3 separate regions of the Mus musculus genome follow, and all the other regions are linked to region 3. The links are chromatin contacts, called in public HiCAR-type and capture Hi-C maps. All regions are on one chromosome and are shown on one strand. The core of a region is the stretch at or near the end of the contact, and the rest is flanking DNA. Distances in the headings are between cores, read along the strand shown.

Region 1 (2,775 bases), core at 10-2,509, 720 kb before region 3:
AATTTAAACGGGAGTAAAAAAAATGTAGACACAACCTGTAATTCAGTATAAGCCCTACGGAAAACAAGAGATACTGGATTTGCATACCATGAGTTAATTTTTAAAGTGTTGCTTCACAAAATTTTTACATTTATCCCATGACCAGCTGGTTCTCATCTCACCAATGCCCCGCCCCACACACACTTCTCACCTTCCTACACACACATACACTGAAGTCCCTGGGCCAAACCAATCATCATGGGAAAAAAACTAAACCATGTGGTTCGTTTCCCTAATTCTTTGTGAAAATAGTCATAGTTCTTTTTTCCCCAAAGGAAAATTACCTATTCTAACGAGACCTGAGAAGGAAAGGCAGCTCATTATCAGTTTCCCATTCTCCACAGGGAGGAGAAAAAAAAAATGGTATTAACTTGCAATAAGAGACAGCCGTTCCACCATGCCCCTTTTACATTTTAAAAATGTTTAAACTTAAGGGTTAAGAATTTTTGTTTTGTCTTCAGGGTACATTCGCAGGAATGGAGAAGTGAGGCATTTCACTTTGCAGAAAAAGGACCCCTTAATAAAAAGGGGGTCCCTCGGAATTTGGGCAGGGGGTAACCTATCCCTCTGTCACACAAGCCTGCCATCGAGCAAGATCCCGTTAGACAGAAAACGCCACTCGCCACCTCCCCCGCCATCCGGAACACTGACAGGAGAGGACTGCGGGGGCGACGGGGCAGAGGCGAGGGGGCGGGACGCCACGCACCGCACGGCACCGCACCGGTCACTCGCACGGGGCTGCTGGGGCCTGGTGGCGACCCTCGCTCCCTGCAGCCGCCGCCCTCGCCCTGTCCCTACCCCGGCGCGGCTCCCTGGACCGAGCACCGCGCGGCCTCCCCCGCTCGCCATCGCCCCGCGCGCCCCTCACAGCCCGCGTCCTGCCGCGCCGAGCCGCGCGAGGGGCCGCGTCGCATCGCACCTGGATGTAGTTATTCTCGCAGTAGTCGGCCACCCGCTCCAGATTCGTGTAGCTGTCGAAGAGAGCCCGGCGGCCCCCCGGGATTTCCTCTTCCAGCAGCATCTGCAGCTCCGCCATCTTCACATCCTTCTCTTCCTCCTCCTCCTCCTCCTACTCCTCCTCATACAGCCCGCAGAGGCAGCGGCCGCGACGCCCGGGAGAGGAGGAGCAGCGGCGGACGCGGCGGGAATCGGGAGGAGCGAGCGGCTACCCCCCCACACACACCCTACGGCGCGCGACGAGGGAGGGGGCGGAGGGGAATGGAGGCGGGGCGCGAGCCGACGGGCCGCGAGGACGGTCACCGCGGCGACGGGCGCGCGCACGCGCGCTCCCCTCCACCCGCCCCCAGCGCCCGAAAAAGATTCCCACCCGCGCCGCCCCTCCCCCACTTCCGGCGTCTCCTAGCGACGGGAGGGCGGGGGCCGGGATGCGCGCGGGAGCGGGGCTCTGGGTTAACCCTTCGGCCCCGCGCGGCCTTCCTGGGTCTGGGAGTCCTCAGCAGCCTTTGTTAGCCGGGCGGGAATGCACCTCTGCTCCCTGCTGCTTCACGCCGCCGCCCCCCATCTTCACCTCTGCACTTCACCCGGGGCCGGAACCCTGCGGAGGTCATCTGCCTGAGGAAGCTCGCCTAGGGAGAGGACACAGTGTCTTCACAAGCTCTGTGAAAGATAACACCTCATCCGAACAGGCAGAGCCACTGAACTTCCAGGCAGCTCTAAATACCACCTTGAACCTCATCGGCTTCTTTACAAATTGCAGTTACCTAGTCCCAAACCTATTCGTTCGTTCATTCATTCATTCATTCATTCACTCCCTTCCGTCCCCTGTCCTGTCCTCTCTTTCTTCTTGGCATGGTCTCCTGTATAGACCGGGCTGACTGGAATTACAGCCACATGCTGTGGTTGCCCAGCCTGGGCCTCCTCCTCACTTCACTTTTTTTAAAATTTCGATGGTGGTTTTGCTGGTACTATTTTATTTATTCACATGGTTGTAGCATGAATAAGATTAAACGAACAATGACAAACGTGCGTTTTTTTCAGATTAAGTACTACAAATTCAAGGACGTTCATCCTGGTCTTGTTATCCAGATATCTAATCTTTTTTCATAAATATGATTGGCCCACACCGTGAAACTTGAAAAAAATAAATAAAACTGACACCTTCTGTGATATCAAGACCACAATCTTTGTTAGTTCTGTGGAAACCCAAAGGGCACCCACCATCTTAGAGGGGTTTAGAGTTTAGGATTTGTGGTTTCAACTTTTATTGCTCTTGCTGTCACTTGGCCTCCTGTGATCAAATTTCAGATGATGAGGGAACGATTATACATTCCTAGAAAAAAATCAAATGCACTCGCTCACATATTTGTGGAGTAAACCCTGTGTTGTTACGTTGGCTTTATGATAAATACATTACCAATATGCGTGAGCTTTTGCCGCAGAGCCTAAAACAGTATTTTTAAATGATGATGTGGTCCACCTGGATCTATTGTTCAGCACTTTAAACACCTGTCTTAGTGTGAATGTTCTAAGTGTGAGAAGCTTGTTAAAAACAAAAGGGAGAGCTGGGGTTTGTAGCTGAGTTTAACTATGTGTGGAAAAAGAAGAGAAGCCTAAAGTGTGTGGAGGGGGATAGTTATGTATAGACACATGCACTTGTTTCAGGAAATGAGGTACAAACAGGTGAAGAAAACAAACATCAGATCAGACTCTTATACAAACCAGTAAATCAAAAAACTGTGTTGATGGGTCTGGAGAGATGGTTCAGCCGTGAGAGCA
Region 2 (2,700 bases), core at 71-2,570, 890 kb after region 3:
TGAAACTGAGACCTAGCCAAGCAGAAGGCACTTAGAGGACTCCCTTTAAAAAGACAAAAAAGAAAAAGAAAAAAAAGAAAGAAAAAAGAAAAGAAAAGAAAAGAAAAGAAAAGAAAAGAAAGGAAGGAAGGAAGGAAAGAAAGAAAGAGAAAGAAAGAGAGAGAGAGAGAGAGAGAGAGAGAGAGAGAGAAAGAAAGAAAGAAAGAAAGAAAGAAAGAAAGAAAGAAAGAAAGAAAGAAAGAAAGAAAGAAAGAAGAAACAGAAATATGACTGTATGATAATTCCTTACAGGTACTTAACAAGCCAGTCACCCTTACAACTGCTTAGCACGTAGAGGAATTACCGGCCTCAGGTCACCTGTAGCCCCCTCCCTCCCTCCTCTCTCATCCCCTCTCTGTGGGGGTTGGGGTGAGGGGGTGGGGGGTTGGTGTTTTAAGTGCAGAGCTAGTGCCCTACGACCCCCCACCCCCTGTACTGCCAGCACTCAGGAGGTGGAAGCAAGGTCGTAAGTTCAAGAAGCCTGAGCTTCTGCAGGAAATCATGAAACCAAAGAGGGACAGAGGGAGGGAGGGAGAGAGGAAGAGGAGAGGGAGGGAGAGGAGAAGGCAAAGAGAAGAAGAGGGAGAGAAAAAGGGAGGGGAGATGTTGGAGGAGAAGGAGAAAGGAAGAGAGAATTTGGGATTAGAGTTGATGGACGTCTGAGTTGGGAAGAGCACGAAAATCGCCGGAGGAAACGCAGCTCAAGCTAGAGGACTCCCCGGAGGATTAACTCAGCTCCAGGTCCTGAGCCAAACTACAAAGAAAGTAAGCCTAAGAAGTCCAATAAAGTTTTCTGGAGAGGCGGCGACGGCACCCCGATGGCTGCATTTCGGGGAGCGCCACGCGAGATCGACACCCACCGGTGGGATCTCGGCCCGCTGGTGGGAAAGGAACCCGACTGCTCTGCAGCACTCACCTGTGGCCGAGTACCTGCCGCGCCGGTCACAACTCCAGCTCGGGCGAGGCCTCCGCTGGCTTGGGCTTTCCGAGCCTCCAGCCCGGGCCGGCGCTCCCCAGAACTGTACTCACTTCCTGTTCCACGCCGGCTCACAGAGGTTTGCTACCGATTCCGAGAAGCTGGACTTTTAAGCACCGAAGTCAGAATGAAAGACAACTGAGAGAACTAGGGCATAGGGGACAGAAATGCCTCCGAATGTTTAGAGGCGTTTGAGTTAATCATTAGAGGTGGCATCCTGGTGCCAGCCCTAGAGGCCATAGGCTGCTTCGCTTTCTGCCCGCCTTAAGAGCTCCCGCCAGTTCTGGAGGACACTTCCTTATTCCCCCAGTCCAACCACACCTCCTTTCACGCAGAAACCCTCTGCTCTAGAAATGTCAGCACTCTCGGAGGTAGGGACAGGAAGATTAGAACAAGCAAGTTCCAGGCTATCCCAGAGACAGTGGAACCAGAGCTAATGGAATGAACGAACGAACACACACACACACACACACACACACACACACACACACACACACAAAGTTTAAAGGAGCCAACTACAAGAAGAAAGTGATTTCACACTGAACCAAACAACCAGCTATGCTGAGGGCCTAGGTCAGATCCATCAGGATCGCTGATTGTTGGTTCAGTCTCTGTGAGTGCCTATGAGGCCAGGTTAGTTGATTCTGTGAGTTTTCTTGTGGTGCCCTTGAGCTCTGATTCCTACAATCCTTCCTCCCCATATCCTGTAGGATTCCCCAAGCTCTGCCTATTGTGTGGCTGTAGGCCTCTCTGATGGCGACTATGTTAGATTTCTGTCTACAAGTATGGCAGAATATGATTAGAAAACATTTCATGCTTTTTTTTTTTTTTTTTTTTTTTTTTGGTCATGTTCAGTTCTATCTTAGCTGTCTGGGGCATCCAGCCTCTTGTTCCTGACCTCCATGAATTCAGTGTCAGAGGTGGCCTCCCTCTTGTGGCACAAGTCTCAAGAGAGACTAGTAATTGGATGGAGACTCCCACAAGTTCTGTGCCATCTTTTCTCCAGCACATCCTGCAGGCAGGATAAATGGTAGGTCAGAGGTTTGGGGTCTGAGTTGGTGTCCCAGTCTCTCCACTGGAAGGCTTGCCTGGCTACAGCAGACAGCTCCAAACCCCTCATTACTAGGAGTCATAGCAAGGGTCACCCTGATAGGTTTCTAGCCCCCACATTCCAGTCTTCTCTGCCATACTCTCTCCCTCCATCCTCGCCCAACCTGATCCCTCTGCTCCCATCCCCACATGCCCCCAGTTCCAATCCCATGATACCTACTCTATTTCTCCCTCCTAGGGAGATGGCTCCTTGTTACTTAGCCTCTCTGGGTCTGTGGATTGTAGCATGATTATCTTGTAATTTATAGCTAATGTCTGCTTATAAGTGAGTACGTACCATGCTTGTCTTTCTGGGTCTGAGTTACCCCACTCAGGATAGGTTTTTGTTTTTGTTTTTGTTTTCTGGTTCCATCCATTTGCTGGCAAATTTCATGATGTTAGGGGTTGTTTGTTTGGTTGTTTTGTCTTGTTTTTTTAACTCTGAATAATTCTCCATTGTGTAAATATACCACATTTTCTTTATCTCTTCTTTGTTTAGTGTATCTGGTTTTATGTTGAGGTTCTTGATACACTTGGACTAGAGTTTTGTGCAGTCAGGGTGGTAGATATAGATCTATATCCAGTTAGACCAGCAC
Region 3 (2,923 bases), core at 61-2,560:
TCAGCCTTGCCATGATAATAAGCACCTCAGCATTTGTCCTGAGACCTAACAACATTCATGTTGTCTACATTAAAGCACAGTATACCTTCCTCCTCCTCCTGTTATCATCACATAGTAAAATAATCTTTAAAGAAAACAAACTATAGCTGGGCGGTGGTGGCCCACGCCTTTAATCCCAGCACTTGGGAGGCTGAGGCAGGCGGATTTCTGGGTTCGAGGCCAGCCTGGTCTAAAGAGTGAGTTCCAGGACAGCCAGAACTACACAGAGAACAACTGTCTTGGAAAAACAAAGCCACTCACTACTCAAAACCTTCCAATCATGCCTGGAAGGACCCTGATCTTGGACCCCAGCTTTAATCTAGTTAAATATAAATGAAATGTTAGGGGCCAGCCAAGCCTACATAGGGAAAGCCTGCCTCAAAAGTAAATAGAGTCTGGCGGTGATGATGCACACCTTTAATCCCAGTACTCAGGACGCAGAGGTAGGTGGATCTCTGAGTTCAAGGCTAGCCAGGTCTACAGAGGGAATTCCTGGAAAGCCTGAGCAGCACAGTGAAACCCTATCTGGAAAAGCCCAAAATAAATATCTGAGGCTGGAGCGATAACTCGGCGGTTAAGAGCACTGACTGCTCCTCCAGAAGTCCTAGTTCAAATCCCAGCAACCACATGGTGGCTCACAACCATCTGTAATGGGATCTGTAGCCCTCTTCTGGTGTGTCTGTTGACAGCTATAGGGTACTCATATACATAAATTAGATAAACATTAAACCGATCTTGGATTGGAGGTGTAACTAGGTGACAGGGCGCTGATCTAACATGTACAAAGCCTCAGGTGATTAAATGAACGCTTTATTGTCACTTGTAAAAAAGGGTCCTGCCCATTTTTTAAACTGAGTAAAGCAGAGGTCGCCCTAAATTCGGAGAAGCCACGTGTTCACCTGAACCAGCGGGCTCTTGATTTTTCACATCTTTTCGGAGCCCGGGGACTTGAAGACACTAAAATGTGTTCCGTTGTTCGTCTCTCCTTAAATCTTACCCAGCTCTCTGTCCCACATAAGCCTCTTAGCTCAACAACTCCATCTCACCTACCTTAAAGATGGCGTAGCCAACGGACGTTTCAAACAGGACCAACATGATGAGACCAGGTCAGGGCGGCGCTACGCGGCTAGCCGCGAGCCCTTACGCCACTGCAAATGACTACCTTTCAGTCGCTGAAGACCCGCTAGGCCTTGGACGCGGGGGAGCGCAAACGCCGTCGCCTCCCCGCGGACGAACAGACCACGTTGCTCAGCCGCTCCACACCTCTCCTCGTGGAGCAGCAAATATGCGAGTCTCCTTCTCTAAGAATTCTGGGAAGTAACGTCACTTCTGGTCGCTCAATGCCGCAGAGCGTGAGATCATTTCCGGGTTTTTCCCGCCCACAGTAGAATCCGGAAAGAGACGGCCTTAAAATATCGCGAGACTTTTTTTTTTTTTTTTTTTTTAAGTTTTGGACTGTGGCTGGAAGCTGTCAGTTTATTAGGTCATGTAAAGAAGAAAAAGTTCTGTGTACATTATATTTTGTATTATATATAATATATAAATTACATGTGTATAATTTACAGCACACAAAACGATTTACAACACATTATGCTATGCCCCGCCCCGCCATGTAAAGGACATTTTATTTTAAAACAACACAGAACACTTTTTCTTGATGAGGACGTGCACTCGGGTCCCATCAGTGAGTTCCACGGGATCTGACCTGGAACCGGAGTTGTAGGCAATTGTAAGCCGTCACGTTGGTGCTGGGAACCCAACCAGGTCCTCTGCAAGGGAAGCAAACTTTTATAACCAGCAACATTTCCTGGTGGTTCTTCTCTGGTCAAACAGGTTTTTAGCAAAGATTTCTTTTATAGCTATAAATATAGATATTTTCGGAGGCGGGAAGGGTTGTGTTTAAAATGATTCCAAGGTATGAATTTATGTATGTCTCAATGTAATTTCTTTTATGGAAACTTTCAGCCTCAGTGGCTGGATTTACTTTAAAACAAAGTCTTATGTATCTTAGACTAGCCTCAAACTCAGTAGGAAGTAGAGAATGACCTTGCTCAAAAACAATTTGTTTGTTTGAGACAAGGTCTCCATGTAGCCTTGTAACTATCTCTTGTAACTAGGTAGACCAGAGAAGTTTGAGTCATAGAGGTCCTCCCACCCCCACCTCCACAGTAGTGAGGTTACAGGCATATGCCACCACACCAACTTTATTGGTGCTGGGGATGGAACCAAAGGTTGGGTTCCATACATGGTAGGCAAGCACTCTACTAACTGAGCCATATCCCTAGCCTTGCTTTGGCTTTTTGAAAAAGGACCTCAGTATCTAGACCAGGTTGGCCTTGAATCATTGTCCTCCTGCCTCAGCCTTCAGAGTGCTAAGATTAGATATATCTGTGTGGCTATGTACTTTCAATGACAAGATTTAAATACCCCAGTTCTTCACAAATCTAGCTTCCAATAGCTGTAGAACGTTCCTAGTTGCCTAGTTCTAAACATTAATTTTGGATCTACAGAAAACTGTGGAAGATTAACCAACTTGACGTTCTGTAACACTTTTACAGTATGAATGAAGAGGAAAGAGTATCCTTGTTTGGACAGCAGAAAAGATGGACATATGGGGAATACAAGGGGATTCCTAGGGCTGCAGGCAAGAGCAGAATTGATTATAGCTACAGTTACATTTACCATATTTAGGGAGACAAGAGAAAGCAATAGAAGAAGAGAACAACAGTACAATGGGGCAGAGATAGCACCATAATAGCTTGATTTGGGAAAAGAACATAGAGCCAGATGGATGAGCCAGAAGCACATGTCTCTTCATATATTTAACTCCAACTATTTAATGTCTTGTGTACTTAATACAAATATCATTTCCTGGAGAGTTCTA

Evidence for each region. HiCAR-type assays count read pairs that join an accessible place to other places. Capture Hi-C pulls out chosen DNA fragments and counts their contacts.
Region 1: a HiCAR-type map of astrocytes shows a contact between it and region 3, with 2.1 times the contacts expected there. The contact joins the promoter of Abi2 here to the promoter of Nop58 in region 3. A contact is called at or near these places in 3 of 39 promoter capture datasets (the HPC-7 cell line, cranial neural crest and pre-B cells) and 2 of 115 datasets of contacts at active chromatin or transcription factors (astrocytes and bone marrow-derived macrophages).
Region 2: a contact with region 3 is called in a capture Hi-C map of macrophages, with 4 times the contacts expected there. The contact joins the promoter of Casp8 here to the promoter of Nop58 in region 3. A contact is called at or near these places in 5 of 39 promoter capture datasets (the HPC-7 cell line, frontonasal cranial neural crest, hematopoietic stem and progenitor cells and 2 more), 1 of 484 Hi-C or Micro-C datasets (B cells), 8 of 115 datasets of contacts at active chromatin or transcription factors (the SCID.adh cell line, bone marrow-derived macrophages, effector CD8 T cells and 5 more) and 4 of 9 other capture datasets (adipose tissue, liver, macrophages and 1 more).

What each region holds. Positions count from the first base shown.
Region 1 is chr1:60,408,103-60,410,877 of GRCm38.p6, reverse strand. Abi2 (abl-interactor 2) reads right to left here and starts at 1,259. Exons shown (of 12, transcript NM_001198570.1): 1 at 959-1,259. The coding sequence starts at 1,075.
Region 2 is chr1:58,793,994-58,796,693 of GRCm38.p6, reverse strand. It overlaps Casp8 (caspase 8), which reads right to left and starts at 1,320. Exons shown (of 9, transcript NM_009812.2): 1 at 956-1,320.
Region 3 is chr1:59,683,393-59,686,315 of GRCm38.p6, reverse strand. Nop58 (NOP58 ribonucleoprotein) reads right to left here and starts at 1,310. Exons shown (of 15, transcript NM_018868.2): 1 at 1,090-1,310. The coding sequence starts at 1,134.